3 separate regions of the Zea mays genome follow, and all the other regions are linked to region 1. The links are chromatin contacts, called in public Hi-C maps. All regions are on one chromosome and are shown on one strand. The core of a region is the stretch at or near the end of the contact, and the rest is flanking DNA. Distances in the headings are between cores, read along the strand shown.

The links. A called contact is a pair of places that touch in the nucleus more often than the background predicts.
Region 2: a Hi-C map of tassel shows a contact between it and region 1, with 4 times the contacts expected there. The contact joins the promoter of LOC100285167 here to the promoter of LOC542284 in region 1. A contact is called at or near these places in 3 of 25 Hi-C or Micro-C datasets (bundle sheath, ear and tassel).
Region 3: a contact with region 1 is called in a Hi-C map of ear, with 2.4 times the contacts expected there. The contact joins the promoter of LOC100284527 here to the promoter of LOC542284 in region 1. A contact is called at or near these places in 2 of 25 Hi-C or Micro-C datasets (ear and tassel).

The regions. Positions count from the first base shown.
Region 1 is chr5:83,097,211-83,102,240 of Zm-B73-REFERENCE-NAM-5.0, forward strand. LOC542284 (60S ribosomal protein L19-3) reads right to left here and starts at 3,111. Exons shown (of 6, transcript NM_001319774.1): 1 at 2,989-3,111; 2 at 2,382-2,595; 3 at 1,253-1,375; 4 at 865-1,178; 5 at 740-789; 6 at 474-649. The coding sequence starts at 2,493. The coding sequence ends at 625.
Region 2 is chr5:83,789,685-83,794,714 of Zm-B73-REFERENCE-NAM-5.0, forward strand. LOC100285167 reads left to right here and starts at 2,198. Exons shown (of 11, transcript NM_001367335.1): 1 at 2,198-2,693; 2 at 2,795-2,845; 3 at 2,934-3,024; 4 at 3,326-3,402; 5 at 3,763-3,851; 6 at 4,782-4,901. The coding sequence starts at 2,343.
Region 3 is chr5:83,699,675-83,704,704 of Zm-B73-REFERENCE-NAM-5.0, forward strand. LOC100284527 reads left to right here and starts at 2,337. Exons shown (of 1, transcript NM_001372001.1): 1 at 2,337-3,309. The coding sequence starts at 2,417. The coding sequence ends at 2,980.

The DNA.
Region 1 (5,030 bases), core at 1,861-4,360:
AAGATAATTAAACAATGCAGCTTAATAGTTGGATTATGAAATCTAAATACCTATTATTATAATAGTACACAAGCAGGTCAATAGGTGATTATATTGGAAGGAAACAAACAGGGCCTATGTGTGGAGTAATTTCGACATTTGTACCAGAGATGTGATGATATTTATAGGGAAGTTGCCAACACAAGTGATAGTAGTCCGAGGGCTCAGGGCTTTGAGGTACTGTTCCAAACAATTGTCCCTTAGGACTTGTCCAACGAAATGCATAGTGCATTCGGAATATATGTTTTTTGGATTTATACGACCCAAAAAAAACAGAGGATGGCGTGCCCAAAAGCGACTACAGTCGTCATGAGTTCCAGAGCCTAACCAAATGAGTCTCTCCTCTCATAAAGGAAACCAGGGAGGGAGTAAAGTTAGGGCCAGGTGCTCATCCAGAATAGGAATTTAACACAAACATCAAAGACACGGACATTATCCAGCAGAATAATCCAGATGTGATAGTCGAATTTATCAATACACTAAGTTATATAACAGCAAAACAGTTCAGGCGCTCCAAAATTTGACTAGAGCTTATAAAAGAAAGTGCAGTACTGGACTAGAAAGCTACAGCTTTATTTCAATACTTCACTTCTTTGCTTTCTTCGGTGCCCTGTGACATCGGCCAAACAAAGAGAAACACATCAACAAAAAAACATGATAAAATCCAAGGAAACGAAACAAAGAGCTCCAAGGCGCTTACCCAGTAGCTGGAGCTGTGGATGAGACAGGTGGTGTTATTTCTCGTGGACCCTATACGACAAAGCATACATTTAAACAAGATTCTAAACGAATTGCAAGGTATGGATCAACATAACATTATCATACCTGGGCCAACCTCTCCTCCCTCCTAGCGATCTTCCTCTCACGGCTCGCCTTGCTCTTGGCGCGCTTGGCCTCAAACTGGTCAGAAAGTGTCTTCTCTCTGGCCTTCTCAGCCTTGGACTTGTGGATACTCTCCATAAGCACCCTCTTGTTCTTGAAGGCGTTACCTTTGACCTTCATGTACATGTCATGATACATGTGCTTGTCAATCTTCTTGGCCTCACGATACTTGCGGAGAAGGCGCCTCAGCACACGCATCCTCCTCATCCACAGAACCTTGGTGGGTAGCCTAGCCTCCCTGGTACCCCTACGCTTACCTATACAGGCATCGGATTACCACGAGCTTACTCACCCTTCAGAACTGTGACATAAATGAGTTGCAGCAGCATACCATATCCTGAGTGGCGTCCCTTTTGCTTGGCGTCATGTGCCCTTCTTGCACGGGATCTAGAGTGGATCTTATGAGGCTTCTTGATGATAAACCCATCCTTAACCAACTTCCGGATATTCTGGCCTGTAAGTATTGCAAAAACATAGACCCCTTTATGTTCCTTTAAAAGTTAAAGCAGAATAACATAGAAACAACTCTACTTGCCTACAATTTCAAAACTCTAATGCACTATGTTAATGTAAAATATAAACTCATGGCAAAGCACAGCAAAATCCCAGGAATGTAAAAGACTTGAGTACTATCCCATCATGGTCAGTATGATAAATTGAGATTTGAGAAACAACATGACAAAATCAGAGTTGGCTAAGCAGTGCAAATATTTAGCAAGAGACAGCCAGATAATAATCAATGAAAAATTAACAGTGACCAATAATAGGAGCATTAAATGTTACAATTATGTCAAGCTAGGCAATGGTATTGCTTCCTCTTCCAGTCTATTCACAATTTGATCACAGGCAATACCAGCCTTAGCCAAAATCTACAATCACATATGCATAAACAATACATAAAAACAATCATAAACTGGAATTGTTATTTCAAGAGAACTACAACTGCATCAGGTTAACTATTAACATATACAAATTAGAGACTGCACGGGTACACGCGTAACGAACTAGAGCAGCTACAGCCAATAGTGTCTTCAAGGGTGGTGGCAGGTAAATAACACTATAACATGGTGGCGGTAAGCTCTGTTCTTAAGGCGTCGCCTAGGCGTCCGGACGGTGGTCTAACGCCTAGGCGCCGCCTAGGCGTAGCGGTGGTCCAACGCCTTGGACCGCCTTACCGCTTTAAAAACCATGGCGGTAAGAATAATGTTTGATCCAACATATTCAAACTACATAAAGTATCCACCTTTGACCATGCCCATAAAGTGAACTGTGCTACCCATTTTGACGGCTATAAAGCTCAACAGCAGAAAAATGGACCAAGAACACTACAAACAGATCGCCACAGCTCATATGATGTCAAGATCACAGCTGAACACAGACCCAAACAAGAATAGCAAAAATCAGAGCAGAAGTCAAACATATTACGAACCAGGCAGAACCAAGCAGTGGATAATACTTACGGGAGTTTGCCATGGAGATCTCACTAACTTCATTTGGGTCAAGCCACACCTTGCCTTTCCCACACTTGAGGTAGCTCGCGGCAAGGCGCTTTTGCAACTTCAGCGACACCATCTTTGACCCCACCTAAAGACTTCTCGGTACTGTGTTTCTGAATAGTAGGAAGTCAAGCCCAACCACTAAAACTACCAGATTGTAATGATACCAGCAAGCACCCTGCAAGTGACGAAAGAAAACATAAGATTATGTAAATAACTAGGTACATGGCAACAAGATTAAATAAAAACAGCTACTGTAACACAAAAAAGACAAGTAATCATGTAAATAATCAGGTACAAGGCAACAAGATCGAATAAAAATTATATTGAAAGCAGGCAAGCAAACCAAACAATCAAGGGTCTTTCTACTACAGGTGATGATAAAACTATTGCTAATACAGTAGGACTTGCTTTCCATAATTCTGTTGAATAGTTGCTCCAATTGTTAAACATCTGAAGCTTCAGCCTTACAAGGGCAGATCGATATAGCTGGTAGAACAACCTCAGCCTCCGGTTAAAACCCTAACGGATCGAGAAGCGGAAAAGGAGATGCGTTTGGAGGCGAACTCACCTGCGGAGGCAGAGGTTCTGGTGCCGCTGTCCAAGGCGATTACGATGGCGACGCCGGTGAGGATCAACGCCTCAGCTGCGTGGGGCGGAGGAGGAGATGCGAGGCGGCGGTGGCTTATATGTGCGCCCCAAAATGGTCACGGCGATTAGGGTTTTTGGTTCTAAAGCGGACCAGGCCTCCGTTCATTCCTATTGGGCCATGGTCCATTTACAAAAGCCACGAAACTGTCTGCGTCCGGCCCAGTGGACCATCTCCAACTCGCCACCCCTCTTCTCTTCTGGGCAGTGGCCGGAACCGCCGCATGATAAAGTTTTGGGGCAATTGTGTTTATGTGATTTTGCCTCTCAAAATGACTTTTTTATTTTGAATCTTTAAAAAAACAAAAAACAAGTATATCCTTGCATCTGTTAGATGACAGAAATAGTGTGAAATAGAACATACGAAGATGGGAGCACCTGGAGGATGTAAATAGGTGATCCTACTAAACTAGCTTAAAAAACACAAACTTGGTTTATAAAATGTGTTAGTGAAAACTAAAACTAAGTTAAGATGGCAAGAGATGAAAGAAGATAATTTTTTACTTGATTGCTCCTTTAGGATGTGTATTAAACCTAGGAACAATATTACAATTGAATATGAGAACTCAAGAAGACAGTAATAGCAATAAAAATGAACAAAAGACACGATGATTTTTACCATGGTTCGGCCAATGCCTACTCCACATTGTGGTGACATGTTTCAGTTAATGGTTGCACTCAAACCTCTCTCAAGTGTTCCAAAGATCAAACTTGAGTGTCACGGTTGTCTTCCTTATATCAATATCCCAGTTGTGAGGAATCTCCACAAATTGGAGTTTCTTACGCCTTAAACAATTGATACAATCAAATCTGGAGTAAGGAGAGGGGTAGAAACGCACACAAGAGCACAATTGCAGCAACACCACACACCCAAGCAGAGAAAAGAACGCATGAATCAAAACGACAGAATCAAAGCTCAAAATGCGCTAAAATTTATCTCTAACAAATCGAAAGCGCGGCCGCGGAGTCTCGAAGTTGTAGTATGCTCTTGTGATGCTTGGGTACTGCTCCATGGCGTCCGAGGGTCCTTTTATAGCCCCAAGGGACCTAGGAGCCATTGGAGCTTTATTTGGAAGCTCCCATCCTTCCCTGTCTATGGGTGTACATGATTGTCCGGTAATGCACCGGGCAGTGCACAATACAACGGTCGGAGGATCACTGATTGGTCACTTTCCTTTTCAAACGGGCACCGGACTGCCCGAGGGGGGGCACCAGACTTTCTGATGCTCCATCTGACCGTTGGAGTCGGCTCGCATGGTTGATAGTCATTGGTTGTCCTCGCACCGCCACAAAACTGTCTGTGTCCGGCCCGATGGACATCTCCAACTAGCCATCCCGCTTCTCTTCTTGGCAGTGGCGAGCGAAACAGGCATAGCGAACAAGAGGCCATCACCGGCGCCGAAAACCACCACATGATAAAGTTTTGGGGCAAATGTGTTTATGTCCCTGGATGGAAGTGCAACTGTGATTTTGCCCCTCAAAATTCAACTTTTTGATTTCAGACCTTTTTTAACCATAAACCCTAAACCCATCCTGACCTCTCTCCATGAGCCACGCACAGCACCAGGTCGGCCACCACGGCCAAAGGCTGTGTCCTTCCTTCAGCGGTGGGCTGTACAACAGGCCCAGAGCGTCCAACAACGATGGCAATGGGGTCTCGATCCTCGATTTTCCGTGGGGAATTCCTCCAGTAGGGGATGGGGAAGGTTCTCCCCCACGGGAATGTAAACAAGGAAAATCCTCCCCCCGACGGGTAAACGGGGACGGGGATGGGGAAGCATTCATCATCTCCGTTCCCCACTGGGACCCATCAAACTTAAATATGATAATGTTTTCATGTAATATATAATGATAAAAATAAATAATTAACTTGTGAAGAGATCACTCGTTGTACAAATGTATTTATTTTATTGTACACATAATGATTTTTATATCTGACAATGTGTATAAGTGACAATGTTTTGT
Region 2 (5,030 bases), core at 948-3,447, 690 kb after region 1:
ATTATAGCTTGCTTAATTTGTTGTATATGCAATTATGCATTTTTAGGTCTATACAAAAAGTGTATCCGACTAGAACACTAGAGGCTTAATAAATTGGTCTATGTCAGTTACAATAGGAAGATAGAAAATATGTTTCCAACAATAAGAGAACTGGGATCCAAGGGAAAAATAAGCAACCCATTGATGCTTGAAGAGTTTATGTGGGAAAATGAATGGGTTGAAGAAAATAATGAAGCTAACGGTGGTAACACATATGACATGTTGTGGATGAGGCATTAGGAACAACTCAAGCTCTCCAAGGCAGGATTTCGTCAAGAATAGTTGTTGCAAGTGCTGGTTCGTCTTCTCAGCCTCAACGGACATATGTTAGGACAAGGAAGCGTTCAAGAAATGCAACAACTCAAGGTATTGAATAAGATGACAGTGATGCTCAAGAAGATGGTCCTGCCACAGCAGATGCAAAACAACAACCGCCACCAAAAGCAACTCAAGATATGGAGCAAGATGGATCTGAATCTATTGGAGGGGAAGCTGATGTTGCTTTTTGATCGGATGTTGATATGCTCTAGGTAGTAGACTAGCAGGTACTACATTATTGCTTGTACTTTCAATATTTCAGTTTAGACTTAAATAGTGCCTATCATATTGGCTATTGCAGTATTGTTTGTATATACATATATTATGTTATATACATATACATATACATATGTCCAGAAATTATATAAGGCGAGTAGGAGACGACCAGAGGTTGACTACACGTCCTAATTGTTTCCCTAATCACGATTAGGTGTCTGGTTGGTTCTTTGGAACAACCAGCTGGTTGCTCGACTTGAAGATAGTGACATAGAAATCCTCTATCCTCCGCACCAAGTCCTAACAGATGAGAAAAAGTAACAAAATTGATTGTGTAGTGTTGATCCTATGTCATGAAGCATATCGGACATGTTGTAGCAATAGAAAGTAACAAGGAACTGACGAAGGACTTTAATGTTTCAATCATACCTTAATATCGTAAAATAAAATTCATATTGAATCGGTTACAAGCTTTGATGACTTGGTTGAAATCTTCGTCTCTTTTTGATTTCATGTGCTCCTAATCATTATATTCCATGTCCTAAAACAAACTCTAAAAACATGCCATACTCAATAGAGGGTGTTAGAGCGTTTACAATAGTAAGCCGAACACGTTAAAAAATATAAATTCAGAGAAAACATGCTCTTATCCAGCAGATAATCTATGACAAGTTTGGTCCGCTGCCTAATTATCATAATTTATCTAACTTTTTATGTCTAAGAATAGTTTTCAATTTGGTCGACTAATCTTATGCTCTGTTTGAATGTCTGGAGGGCAAGAAATTAAATTAGGTTTAATACCAAATCAGTCATGATATTGAAATAAGATGTAATTTCAATCATATTGTTTCGATGTCACTCAATTAAAGTTTTGAATTGTGCTATTTAATTCCACGCAATACATAGAGGTGACACTTTGAATTAGGAGAGGGAATTTCTAGTTGTAGTCTAATTCCAAAGAATTGGGTCGCTGATTCCAAATATCTATTCCATGTGAAACCAAACAACAGAATTTATGAAAGCTGGTTTCAATTCTCAATTATGTGCTCTAATATCTACATCTAAACAGGATATTAGGCAAGTTGTGGCAAAGTTTGCCAAGAATCAAACAATCTTTTTATTTTACTATCATTACAGATAGAACGACAAACCAAACACTAGTCCGTCCACATAAATTAATCATTTTGGGTTTGTCTTGAGTCAATCACTATCAATTTTTGTCCGGTTATTACCGGATGTTTCATAAGATTTTACAACATAAAAGTAAAATGTTACTTTCTCCGTTCTTTTATATTTGTCGCAGTTTAGTTAAAAATACACTAACAGACGACAAATATTCTAGAGCGAAGGTAATACTAGATTTATCATGACTTTAACTATCATAATATTCCTTTTTAATTTAAAATAATTTAATATTGTTGGTCAAAATTTAAATAGTTTTGCTGTTGACGTATAAAGCAAGTCACGACCGACCCCACGTGTCAACGGCTCATATACAGCTACTTTCTACGTACGTAACTGCAGCGGATCGGGCCGCATCCCCCCTCCCCAGCCCATCTCCGCCGTCATGACTCATGCCACGCTGCTCACTCACTGACAGCCTGCCGCCGGCTCTGGTCTGCTACGGTTGATCACAGTCGCGAGCGGCGAGAGTGACAGTGCGAACAGGCTCGTCAGCCAACAGGAAGCAAGTGCACACTCCCACCCCACTCCCGCGCGCCGCGCCCGCGACCGGGGCGGCGGGGCCGGTGGTGGTGGAGGCGGCGGCCATGGCGGAGCTGCGGCACTCGATGGCGGTGCGCTCGTCCAACTCCCCCGCCAAGCGCGATTCCGACACCTCCGCGGCGTCGTCCCCCTTCCTCCTGTCCCCCTCCACCCGCGGCAGCCGCGGCGGCGGCGGCGGGGACGACGACGGCAAGGACGCCCACCGCTCGTCCCCTCTCCTCTCGCATCACCACCACAAGCGTGTCCACCTGCTGACGTCCCCGTTCCGCTCCCTCCTCGCACTCGAGGACCCCAGGTCCTCCGCCGCCTCGTCCTCCTACAGGATCCTGCTTGCTCTCCTCGCGCTCCTTCTCGCCGCTGTGATTTTCTGCGCGCCCTTGTTCTGGTCCCGCCTCGTGAGCTCCTGGCCCCTCCCGTATCTTTCCAATGCCATTCAATTTTGTCAGGATTCCGACTGACCACTGACATTCTGTTGATGTTGTTGTTGTCGTCCTAGAACACTCCGTTCTTGTGCCACAAGGAGGGGATCACGCTCCACTGCCCTGAGGTGAAGTGTGCTTCGTTGCTCCAAGGGTTTTGGGACCCGTGTTCGCTTCATAAACATTTGGTCTGAAGAATTTCTTCTTTGGGTGCAGACGAAGGAACCCCCATCTCTATGGGAAAATCCACGTGCTGCCACGATGTCCTGGAAGCCCTGTGCAGAGCGATGCAGCAATGAGCCCTCAGGCGAGTCTACCTTTCACGTTTGTTAAAGACAGCAATATAGCATATATTGTATCCCTACTTTATACATTACCCCAATCACTTTGAGGTCAGTAACCTCCATTGTGCAAATTTCGATCTCCCAGAGCTAGTCTTTATTGATCTAGTGCAAAAACTGAATTTCGTATGTCTCAGGAACCTGCCCAATTGTTATGTGTAGTTTCATGTTAGATGATAGATTTATGAAACAGCACATCTAACATCTGTTTTCATTCATGAATGGGACCTGCTAAGTGATGATACCGTAAATTTCTATATCATGCAGATGTCCCATCAGTGAATGAAACCTCTGGGTATATTTTTATCCATGCCGAGGGAGGACTAAACCAGCAACGCATAGCTGTATGTATGCACTTCTGTCCCTCAGCCTTGCTCACCTAGTTGTGTGTGAGTGCTACTTGCAATATACAAGCCTATGTTTGCTTCTTTTCCTGTTAGCGTGGTTGCTGCTCATTGCTCAAGCATAACTACAATAACCCTTCAATATAACCTTGTTAATTCTTTTGATAATGTGTGTTTTCCATGACCTGCTAAAGCTGGTTTGAGATGAAACCTCTGTTTCTAAATACAGAGTATGGTTCTCCATTAGCAGATCATGCCAGTTTCTTGAGCTTGTCCATTGGCTTTCTAAATGTAATTGAGTTTTGGTTACTTCTCTCAAAAGAAAACAATTCGAATTTCAGATATCTGTTGTTTTTGCAGATATGTAATGCTGTTGCGATTGCTAAAATAATGAGAGCAACACTTATTCTACCTGTTCTGAAGCAGGACCAAATTTGGAAAGACCAGTCGTAAGTGTTATTGTTCCAGATTCTAATGTATTCTTCTTGTCTATTTCCCTGCAGATATTTAATAGATAATTGTATTATAAAATCTTGTTAACTAGAACTTAAACTTTCGATAAACTGAACATAACGTTTGACTAGAATGTTAAAAATGAGCATATCTGACTTTCATCTAATCTACTACAATCTTGTTTGGGTCATCAAAGCTAAGACAAATATTTTAGGTCTTACTTTCATTGAAACATTTTGCTCCAAATATGTGTAATGGAATTTTGTTAGCTTAAAAACCTTGTAACTGAATGGTTTTGCATACTATCATCTGTAGATGACTGTATCTGTCATTCTATTACTGAAACACCAAAGTAATGCCTCTAGAACTGGAAGTCAGTGCTTCATTTCTCATGCTTCTCCTGTGGTTGTAGTATTGTCCTGTCATATAATGTCGTTCAATAAGGAAATCCACTATGATGCTTCAGTGCTTTGCTAGTAAACTAGTGATTACTGGGACCACAAACAAAAAATGTATGGGTTAGTTGATTGGACCAAATGCAGATCAATGTACTCTCACCTGAAAATCCATCACTGTTCTTATATAGTTTAATTTGTAGTTGATGAACAGACAAGAAAAGCAATAAACTATGCTAATTTTGTATGGAAATGCATCCGAACTGCTTATGGATTATACTGATAACAATCAGTAGTTGAATCATTTGGCATCTTTGAACTAGTTCATGTAATCACAAAACTTGCAAGGACAGGAATTTCCAAAATCATGGATATTTGGGCTGAGTGTTTCTTGGTCTTATGCTGACCATTCTGTACTGAAGTAATTCCCTTGAGCACTTACACATGATATGAGTCATATGACCTACTTAAATACACTATTTGCTTTCTTCCAGATTGTCTTGGTTCTGAGAATGTATATCTTCTCTGCAGAAAATTCGAAGACATCTTTGATGTTGATCATTTTATAAATTATTTGAAGGATGATGTACGGATTGTCCGAGATATCCCTGACTGGTTCACAGAGAAGGATGAGCTGTTTACTAGTATAAAGTAGGCGTTTTTTTACTCTGTTTTAATTACCTGAAGCTTTCAGAAATTAATATTACAACATGCAAGATACTGTTGGCAATGAAGGGTGCATTGGTATTTGGGTACTTTATCAGGAATATTTCTTTATGA
Region 3 (5,030 bases), core at 1,087-3,586, 600 kb after region 1:
GATGGCTCCAAGGCTCGCGTGTTGCCGAATCTGTCCCCACAGACCACAGGCACAAGCAAGCAGCACAGTGGCGCGAATACGCCGGCCCCGCGCTGGTGGCACCGCGGCTACCAGCACGACACGCTCGGGGCTGAGAGAGGCGAGCACATCACCTGATCACCACACGCGCGGCGCAGGGCCGATGCGAATGCGATGCGGTTAGGGATGTAATATGGTTCGGAAAATATCCGTCCGGATCCGGATTCGAAGATGGTGAACACTGGTTCGGATAAAATTTTCGGATATTCGGATTTTTTTTCGGATAACGGATACGAATACGGATAGTCTGATCGGATGTCGGATCCGAATATAATATGATTGATATCCGTCGGATATCGAATATCCGCGACTTTAATCGGATGTATCCGAAATTTATCCGAACAAATATCCGACAGATCACAGCCTACGCCCAGCCAAACCCAGCCCACGGCCACAGCCCACATGGCCAAGACAGCAAGGCAACATGCCAACAGCCCACATGTATGGTCACGCTCATGGCTAACTACAGCCCACAAGGCCACAACCCGTCAGGCGTCAGCCACAGCCCACAAGCCACAGCGGTCGTGCAGCCAACATAGCTCTTGCAGTGGCTTGCTTGCTTGATCCTAGATACAAGAAAAAGTTGGTAGAATATTTCATGTTGAAGATTTATAAGGACAGTGCTGTCGCAGAACTCACTCGCTTTATGGATGTTGTGAACCAATTATTCCAATCATATTTGACCAGTACACGTGATGTTTCTATTACTCAAACTGATCTTGCTGCAAGTACATCTAACTCAATTTGTATAAATACTGACATTGACGAGTTTATATATGAAGATAATGATGCAGCCAAAGGTGAAATAAATGAATTGGATGTGTACATGAAAGATAAACCAATTCGGTGGGTTGATCCTACTGGTAAAGGTCTACAATTTGACATATTATCATGGTGGAAGGCCAACCAAGTTACATATCCTGTTCTCTCGCGTCTTGCTCGTGATGTATTGGCTGTTCAAGTCTCTACCGTGGCCTCAGAATGTGCTTTCAGTTCGAGTGGGCGTGTTGTGAGTAAATATCGCAGCCGTTTAGAGCCTGAGACTGTGGAGGCATTAGTTTGTACCAAAGACTGGAATCTTGCATCTAACAAAGGTAAAACTGACAATACATACTTGTTGTTCCTGTTTTGCTTGCTGCTAAATATTTTATCTTATCACTTTTAGATCGCAATGATAAGGTACCGTCAATTGTTGAGGAGTTCATGGCAGATGAAAATGAATATAGCTCGACAATTGAAGAGGTTAGTATTTATTTCAATTACTTGCTGTTGTTGACAATTGACATACTATGTTTCAATTTAATATGCACTATCTGTAGGGACAGAACCAAGTTGACAATGAAGGAAATGGTGAGGATAGTGAGGATGAGGGCAGCGATATGGAGTTATGATTTTTCTGCAGCTGTTCATGGGAGTCTGTTTCACAAGTTTCAGTGCTCTGAAGCCTAAGATGATGCTTAAATCTTGGTTTTCGACATTTTGGCGCTAGCTGGTAGCTGCTACACTTAATCCTTAATGTAGTAATGACAATGTAGTTCTAGTTTGGAGAGGCATGTACTATTGTGACATTTTGGCACTAGCTGGTAGCTGCTACGACATTTTGGCTGCTAGCTGGTAGCTGGTAGCTAGTTCTATTGTGACATGTACGCAGTATAGTACTTAGCATTTAGCAATGCTGATGGCTCACGCTCATGACTGCTTGCCTATTTACTTAGCTTTATCTGTCTATTAGCCTGATCGGTTGTGACATTTGAATCTGGATGCTATATATGAATGAATGATGTGTCTTTATATCCGAAGAAAATATTCGTAACCGAAGATATTCGCATCCGATTCGTTCCGTATTCGATATGTGACAATCTGTATCCGTAACCGAGACAATCCGTATTCGTATTCGTATCCGAAGATATTCGAATTCGAATCCGAATAAAAAAATGAAAACAAATATAATATTAGTAATATCCGTCCGTATCCGATCCGATTACATCCCTAGATGCGGTGGCGACGAATACGATAGGACAGGAGGAGGCCGCGGCAGGCAGAGGCAGCCGGCCGACCGACCGACCGACCCTGGGACGTGGACGTGGTGACGCGGTCGGGGAAATCAAGACTCAACAGACCGACGCGGCGCCCGGGTCGTGGCGGGCCCCGGTGCTTCAGCCTCCGCGGGGCCGTGCCGACCAAACAGGAGCAGCCGCGGGCGGGACTGCGGGAGGAAAGGAAAAGAAAGGCCACTCGGGGCGGGGCGGGGCGGGGCCGGGCCAAGCCAAACGCGGAGTCGCCGAGGAGGAGGACAAGGCAGGGCAGAGAGGGAGGGAGGAAGAGGAGGAGGAGCGGGATGCGGCGGGCAAGGCCGCCGCCGGTCCCGGTCCCGATGACGCCGGGGGACGCTGGGCCGGAGGTGAAGTACCGCGGGGTGAGGCGGCGCCCGTCGGGGCGGTACGCGGCCGAGATCCGGGACCCGGCCAGGAAGACCCCGATCTGGCTCGGCACCTTCGAGTCGGCCGAGGCCGCGGCCCACGCCTACGACGCGGCCGCCAGGACCATCCGCGGCGCCGCCGCCAGGACCAACTTCCCCTCCGCCTCCATCTCAGCCACGGTGGCGCCGCCAGCCGCCCCCGCCGCGACGTCTAGCCACAGCAGCACCGTCGAGTCCTGGAGCGGCGGCAGCGGCGGCGGCGCGCCCGTCGGGATCCTCCGCGCCCCGGCCGCCGAGGAGGACTGCCGCAGCTACTGCGGCTCCTCCTCGTCGGCGCTCTGCGAGGACGGCGCGTCGGGCCCGGGCTGTGGCGACGAGACCGCCGCGCCGCCGCGGTGCTCCCCGCTTCCGTTCGACCTGAACGTGCCGGACCCCGCGGCCGACGAGATGGACTGGCGCTGCGACACGCTGCTGCACCTGTAGCCGCGAACGCGAAGCGAGCACTCAGCAAAACTGCTGCTATCGTGCTATGTCTCCATAGAAATTGATAGCTTAAATTTTTTCTCTCCACCGCTTCTTTAGTCCCACTCTCTCTCTTTTACCACTGCCAAGATTCGGTAATACTTATTTGTGATAGTGTGAATAACTGATCATGTAATCCGTGGAGGGAACCTGTTCGTTCTGTTCTCGCAAACCTTCCTGCTTCCTGCTGTGTAGTGTATCTGTAACAGCACCATGTATGTGACCACGGCCTCTTGTCTTGCTGTAATTCTCAAGATGATGGAATCAAGAGACGCCTTTGGTTCTTTTTATTGCCAGCTCCGTGCCGTGACTGTGACAACCATTGCTTCTCATTCAGGAATCAGGATTGGCAGAGTATCGTCATCTTCAGCCCAAAGGCATGTGGAAGCATCTGATCTGACCTTGCTGGGGCTCATGGCAGCACTCCTCAGAGCAGCTAGATCCAGACAGGGTAAACGTAACGAAGGTTACACCATCTTATTAGTGGTATCCTCCAAGGCCTGAGTCAGTCTTCTTCTTCTTCTGAGTTCTGATTGTAATGTAAGGCAAGGGAAGGAAAGCTCATTTCAGTTCTTGACTCGTCAACCAACAACTCGACGTAGCTAGCACTTGTACATACAACAATTGTACTCGCTAGGAGACAAAGCAAGGGTCTGCAGCAAATGTTACTCACGTTATGCCTGGAGTCCGGCTGCCACGTGCTGCGCGCGCGCACACACACACGCACCTTTTGTGTCTGGCACGTGCTGTATATAGCTGGGAGCCTGGGACGGGGCGCTGGAGTTCCCCATCCACGTTTCTCTCTACTCGACACATGCCGCGGCGAATTCCGCCCTTTGCCTAGCCCCGCTTGCCCAATTGGTTCCACAGTCCACACACGGATTGCAATCTCGAGCGAGATTCACCGGCGGTAACAAAAACCATGATAAAATTTCGAAATTTTCGTTTAATTTTATTGAATTTCAAAAAAAACATAAAAATGGGAATAAAACCAATAAAAAAACTAGATGGTCCTAACAGCTAAAAAATATTTAAAGTTCAAAAATTAAACGTTCAAAAATAGGATACCTGGGCTTCACACTGCTGTGTAGTTACCTGAGCTCATTCACTCTTCGCTCCACTCTTTTTTCTCGTGTCTAGACGGCGGCAGTGTAGAAACCGCTCCCAAAGCGGACGAGATTCACTCGGGGTGCATCATTTCTCGACCGTCCAACAGCTGATCTCGGTACTTATATGGTTAAATAGTTGTAGAATCAATTATTCACTGTACTCCATATGTGTTTGTTAGGGAGCTTAGTGTTAGTTACATAACGAGTAGATCAAGCTAGGTTATCTAGTTGTTCGCTTCGGATTAAAGTCAATTGTTCAGACTGCTGGAACCGTAGTATATATAGACAAAACACCATAGAAATAGTAGAAGCCGTTTCGGATTAAAGCGAGGCAAACAACTTGTATATATAGTTTTGTTAGTTAAATCGAGTAGATCGACGTGACCAGGTTGCGGTGTTGCACTCAAATTACGGTTTGCTATTTGCACATGTATGTTTTATGTGTTTTTGTGCATCAAAATATTTGTAAATATATTGTTATTCGTTGTACAACATGATTTGAATAAAATACAAACATATTCTATAAAAAATTGTCAAAAATTAGCGAAATCCGATAGGAAAGTGCGAGATTCGGTTAGTCAAATTTGAAAATTTAAACCGGTCGGAATATGCGAAATTTGGTTTTCCCCGTTTCGTCGCAGGGCGAAATTCGGTCAAAAACGGTACCGTTAACCCTAGTCCACATGCCTGTAACTAGAGCGGGCAATGGCGTGGACTGCTTCTGGCCCACAGCCACGCACTTGCCTTTGGAATCCCTCTAGACTGGGTTGCTGGTTGGCCCCAATACGGGTTGGGCCTTGTCACGAACCATATAGTTTAAATACAAATATAGACATAGTGTATTTAAATTGTACGATCGAGAAGTTGTGAAGATTGAGCAAGTTGGTGGAGATTTGAAAGTT